Regions from separate parts of the Mus musculus genome. Here region 1 is linked to region 2. The links are chromatin contacts, called in public HiChIP or PLAC-seq maps. All regions are on one chromosome and are shown on one strand. The core of a region is the stretch at or near the end of the contact, and the rest is flanking DNA. Distances in the headings are between cores, read along the strand shown. Region 1 overlaps Osbpl5 (oxysterol binding protein-like 5). Region 2 holds the start of Cars (cysteinyl-tRNA synthetase).

The links. HiChIP or PLAC-seq counts read pairs in DNA pulled down with a chosen protein or histone mark.
Region 1: a contact with region 2 is called in an H3K4me3 HiChIP or PLAC-seq map of bone marrow-derived macrophages, with 3 times the contacts expected there. The contact joins the enhancer-like site here to the promoter of Cars in region 2. A contact is called at or near these places in 26 of 39 promoter capture datasets (the 3T3-L1 cell line, 3T3-L1-derived adipocytes, the C10 cell line and 15 more), 9 of 15 datasets of contacts at CTCF or cohesin (CD8 T cells, the NIH/3T3 cell line, embryonic stem cells and 3 more), 165 of 484 Hi-C or Micro-C datasets (2-cell-like embryonic stem cells, the 63-12 cell line, 8-cell embryo and 70 more), 47 of 115 datasets of contacts at active chromatin or transcription factors (the 230-238 cell line, CD8 T cells, the HPC-7 cell line and 25 more) and 6 of 9 other capture datasets (adipose tissue, embryonic stem cells, embryonic tail and 3 more).

Annotation. Positions count from the first base shown.
Region 1 is chr7:143,705,592-143,708,291 of GRCm38.p6, reverse strand. It overlaps Osbpl5 (oxysterol binding protein-like 5), which reads left to right. Exons shown (of 22, transcript NM_001199227.1): 7 at 862-946. Among named protein-coding and RNA genes, the nearest start is that of Tnfrsf23, 21 kb to the right of the region's middle. Within about 2 kb of position 1,336, at least 9 of the 459 cell types and tissues checked have an H3K27ac peak or open chromatin away from gene starts, as enhancers often do. A contact at or near this core is called in B cells, Th1 cells, bone marrow-derived macrophages and 2 more, where this site is marked.
Region 2 is chr7:143,598,711-143,601,410 of GRCm38.p6, reverse strand. Cars (cysteinyl-tRNA synthetase) reads left to right here and starts at 1,321. Exons shown (of 23, transcript NM_013742.5): 1 at 1,321-1,429. The coding sequence starts at 1,405. Gm15579 (a long non-coding RNA gene) reads right to left here and starts at 1,307. Exons shown (of 2, transcript XR_870064.3): 1 at 1,198-1,307; 2 at 553-788.

The sequences.
Region 1 (2,700 bases), core at 87-2,586, 110 kb before region 2:
TAGCTGAAAAAAACCCATTGTGGATTAAAAATACCCACTTCGCTGGGCAGTGGTGGCTCACACCTTTAATCCCAGCACTCGGGAGGCAGAGGCAGGCAGATTTCTGAATTCGAGGCCAGCCTGGTCTACAGAGTGAGTTCCAGGACACCCAGGGCTATACAGAGAAACCCTGTCTCGAAAAACCAAAACAAAAAAAACAAAAAAATACCCACTTCAAAAAATGAATTAACATGACCGACCTGGCACAGTGCGGCCTTCTTCAGCGCTCTGAGGATACTCGTATCACACAAGGTTGGGCAGCACTTGGGTTGGAGGCAGGAGGATCAGAGGTTCAAAACCATCTTCAGCTACATAGAAAGTTCCAGGCCAGCCTAGGCTGCAGAGTGAGCATAGCCCTGCCTCTAAACAAACTATCTGAAAAACCAAAAATGGGAAAAATAAAACTGTTTTATATGAACATTCTGACTGTTTACATTTATTCCAACCTGACCATGATAGGTCAGACCTTTAATCCTGGCACTCCAGAGGCAGAGGCAGGCAGATCTCTATGAGTTTAAGGTCTAGTCTAATCTACATGGCAAGTTACTGGCCAGCCATAACCATGCAGTAAGATCTTGTCTCAAAAACAAAACAAAAGGAAACACATTTATTCCAAGTAAGACAAATTTACTTACACTAAACTGCCCTTCACTGTCTCGCTGAAGTTAAAATTCAACTGTGAGTCCAGGATTCGCCTTAGGCGAATTATTAGCCATAATTGAGAAGCTAAGTGGAAGGAAAGGCTTCTGATTAGAAGGGATAAAGAGTGTACCACAGCCTTCCTGGCCCAGTGCCTGACCCTGCAGATCTCTGTCTCTCCAGGGCCCCAAAGGCGAGAGTGTGGGCTCCATCACTCAGCCCCTCCCTAGCAGCTACCTGATCTTCAGGGCCGCTTCTGAATCAGACGGTAAGTGCTACCTGTCCTGTTTCTCCCTCCCCAGGGTCCCCTAGAGTCAGACACAGACTGAGCCTACCTTACAGTGATACCCCTCTCTCAGCTAAGCCTCAGATTTCCCACAGATTAAGTGGGACTAGCCACACTTGTCAGCCCAATGCTATAGGAATCCCAGGGCTGTATGGAAGCAAGCAAGTGACAGTTGTGAATTTAATAGGTAAATTAAGTCACAGGCAGCCTAGAGGTATTCTGGCAAAAATAGGCTACAGATATTAATGTGGGCTTCCCCGAGTCCCAGATTCTCTGAACTAGGTAACAGAATCCAAGCAGCAGCCCCATTCTTAGAAGTCCTTCAAGTGACAGCTTCTAGCCAGGCTGTGGCTCCTTAACAAAGCCTCAGGACTGCACCCCCTGCTGGAAGTCCAAGGCCCTGACAACTAGGATCCAACTGTCCAGACTTGGAATCCTGCAGATAGCTTAACTGCTGGTGCTATGGTGCCTCCTGGTGGTCAAAAGTTGCATTCACACGCCCTCATACGTTGTTTTGACTGTTGTTCACTCATTCTGTCATTGAACCTGCTGGGCTCTAGGGTAAACAGGCAACCTATGCCCTCACAGAGCCTGCACACGTTGGGGGTCTGTGACCAGTAAGCCAGCCACCAGATGACAAGTCAGAGCTGAATCCCTGATTGTCAGGGGGCCACAGTCAAGGAAGAATGTTACCTGCATACCATGTATATCAGGATCGGCTTCCTGCAAGAAGAGGCAAAGAATTTCAAATGGTTCCCAAAGGCTGTGTAACATTCAGGATGTCAAGTCTTTTGTGGCAGCCACAAAATGCACATTTGGGCCCTAAGTCTAATTCTACAACCAGCTCTCATCCTGGGTTGCATAACCTCCAGAACCCACTCACTGTCCTTACAAATGTCCAGCCTCACAGGAGGTAGCACTGTGCTCAAACCAAGCCTACAGTAAGTCCAAGATCTCAAATATCCCTCAGCAAGAGGGGCAGCTCCAGGGTACCAGGTGGGTTCCCATGAATGTCCCAGTGTAGCCTCAGGGGCTCTCAAACAAAAGTCTCTGCAGCTTTAAGTTAGGGAAAGAAATCCACACTTCCCAAGGACACCCAGCATGCAAGCTTAGGAATCAAGAACTTCATCTTACCTTGAGCTGGGACCCTCACTCATGAGTCCTTTGGGCATGCATGGTATCATTTATAGATGACTCTGAGGCGTGGACGGAAGCGCTGCTGTTAGTGATCACACTGAGACATTGGTGTCACCTGCATGGGTCCCTCTCCCCCATAGCTCTTAACAGTGCCCTCCTATCACCCCGCCACACCCCTGAGAACAGTGGTATGACACAGGTCTAACCCAAGTTCTACACTCATGCACACACACTGTCACAAAGCAAGCAGAACCTCAGGGCCAAAGCAGAGGCCCTGCCCTGTCTGTCATCCCCTCCCCCACTATCCCTCAGCCCTAACTATCTCTTGCTACCTCTTGAAGTTACCTGGTCAGTGACTTTTCACTAGCACGTAAGACCCCTGCCCAGCCTCTGCCCTCCTGATGTCTATCCTACACTGTGTCAACCCCAAGGACATACACATGTGTATGCACATTCCCAGAGCTGTTGACTCACTCCAAGGCCTGGCAGGCCCAACAAGATATATCTCAAGTCTTCAGGGTCCTGATGTGAAATTGAGGTTTAAACAGAGGGCAGGAGGAGTACAGAGCTAAGAATCCTAGTCAGGGTGTGGTCCTGCC
Region 2 (2,700 bases), core at 72-2,571:
ATACATTATTTCTCTGCTGCCCATGAAATGAACCAATTCAAGCCTGATTAGAGTACATATAGGCAGGTTTATTAGGAAGCTGCTCTCAGGCGAAAGTTCACTGGCCCCAAGGACTGAGGCCAAGGAAGTCACCATGGTGGGGGAGGAGAGAGAAAGAGAAAGGGTGTGAACATAGAGAAGACAGGAGGAGCGATGAGGAAGACCAAAACATCTGGTTTATATAGGGAAGAGCCTCTGGGGGAAGGGCAGTCCAGCCCCTGGGCTGGAAAGTTCAGGGTTACAGCAAGGGTATGCCAGGTAGGGACTGAGGGATGCTGAGAGAACCTGGAGGCCAGGTTTGCTTTGAAATATAAAATTTGCACCTCAGTCCCTTGTCCCAAGGGTACATAACCAAACAATACATATTACCAAGTATCAATTATTTTTTAATTAATTATTTATTTATGTTGAGACAGAGTCTCTTATGGAGCCATGGCTGACTTGGAACTCACTGAGAACTGCCTGCTTCTCCCTCCTGAGTTTCCAGGAATTAAGACCATGGTTGCCAGAATATATATATACCAGAATATATAATTGTATTTATTTATTTCCCTGCACACACACACAACACATGTCTTTTTCACCACAGGCATGCAAAGCCCACAAGGATCAAAAGAGGGTTAGGATCCCATGGAACTGAAGTTACAACCGGTTGTGAGCAGTTGTGAGTGCTAGAAATCAAACCGGTGTCCTCCAGAAGAGCAGCCGTGCTCTTGACCACCGAACCATCTTCCAACCTCAAAACGGAGCTTTTAAAAAAAAAAAAAAATTGTGAGACAGGGTCTCGCTATATACCTGGCTATGTTTCTAAAATAATACTTTCCATTTCTTCTCATAAACCTCCCTCTGATGGTGTGTCTTGGGAGGCGACATCAGGAATTAAGGAACACACAGGAAATAAAAGGATTCAGGAGAGAGTGTAACAGGAACCACCTGTTTCCAGGCTTGTGTGGCCTTTTGGAGAGTGTCTCAGAAAAAGGCGTCTTCCTCGCCCCTCTCCTCCAGTCGCTGAGTCCCTTGCCCCACCCTTTCCCTTGCATCTCTTTAATCTCTACTCGTTTTGCCCCGCCCCTCTACCCAGCTCCTCGCCCCTCCCACTCCCCCATTTCGTCCCGCCCCTCCCAGCCCTCTTCAGCAGCCCGGGTTTGCGCTTCTCACTGTCTTAGCCCTTTGGTGTCTATTAAGTTCCGCGCCAGCGTAAACCATAGTATTCTCCCATCATGCCCCACGTCGGCGTCAGTTTGCAGTTGCCTAGCTACTGGACATGCCCGGAAGACGACTGGTGGGGCGGGACTTCCGGCGCCGCGGTTGCATCAGATTCTGGAAGGCGTCTGTGGCGGCGGCCGCGGGTCTTGATTCCCAGTGATGGCAGGTTCCTCCGCGGAGCAGGGTGAGGTTTGCGGGATGACTGTGGAGCTCTGGGTACAAGCATGGCCCGAGTAGGCAGTACCGGGCTGGGGCTGTGTGGGCAGCATGGTCCAAGGAGGCAGTGCCCAGGCCAGTGCTGTGGCGACAGCGGTGGAACGAGTGGGTAATGCCAAGCGAGCCAGGGGTTGGGGGCAGCAAGACCCAGGGACTCAGTGCTCAGGTCGGGTCTGTGGGGACAACCATGGACTAAGTGGGCAGTGCCCAGACCAGTGATCCGAAGATAGTAAAGGCTTAAATGGGCAGTGGCAGGCAAAGGCTGTTCGGCAGAGGATCCCTGGGCGGGAAGTGACCAGCCAGGGCTCTAGAGTGGAGGCTATTGGGTTGGGCAGTGGCTAGGTCAGGGCTCTAGGAACAGTGCATGCCCAGGTGGGCAGTGACAAGCTAGAGATCTGGATTAGGCAGTGACTGGAGTGGGCAGAGATGGATCCTCAGGTGAGTAGTATCCAGTCCAGGGCTCTGGGATAAAACGTTCTCCGGTAAGCCTGTGGGGACAGCCGTGGCCCAAGTGGGCAGTGCAAAACCAAAGCTCTGGGGATGGCCAGCGTCTCAATGGACAGTGGCAGGCCAGGACCTGGGGGTGGCTGCCATGACTCCCTGAAGCTAGAGTACTCCTTGGTGGGACCTGACTCCTGTCTTGTAAGTGCCTCCCTTCCTCAGCTTCAATTTTTTGATTGGGTTAAGGCTAAAGTTTCCTTGGATACTCAGCAATAGGAGAGATGGTCCTGTTTCAAATAGCCTGACTCTAGTTGGTACCTGGATGAGACCTCACCACTCCCCCTCCTGCCCTGGCTGGACTTTGGGGGTAAGGCAAAGGCCCAAAGATTGTTTTGGTCTTCTGCCCAAGCAGGTGGGCGGAAGGGCACATGAGGTTGGTACTTAGGGAAGTAGGGCAGAGGAAGCAGGGACTCCGTGTACGCATACATGAAAGAGCTTGGGGATTTATGAAGGCTTTAATCTCCAGTGTGGTCAGCAGTCACCACAGAGACCTGTCCAGTCAGAGCATCACTGTCAGAGCATCATTGGCAATCTACTTTATTGCCAATTGGGAGATTCCCTCAGAAAGCAGTCACTTACGTCACCCCAGGGTAGACCTGGGCCTTGGCAGATCGCTGAAGAGCAGTGTCTTTTCTCATCTTTTTAGCAAGTGGGTTCTAGAAAGAGCAAAGGCCTTGGCCCATATCCTGGAAGGTGAGAAGCAAGCCTTCAAAGGCAGAATGCTTAGTGTAGGTTTTA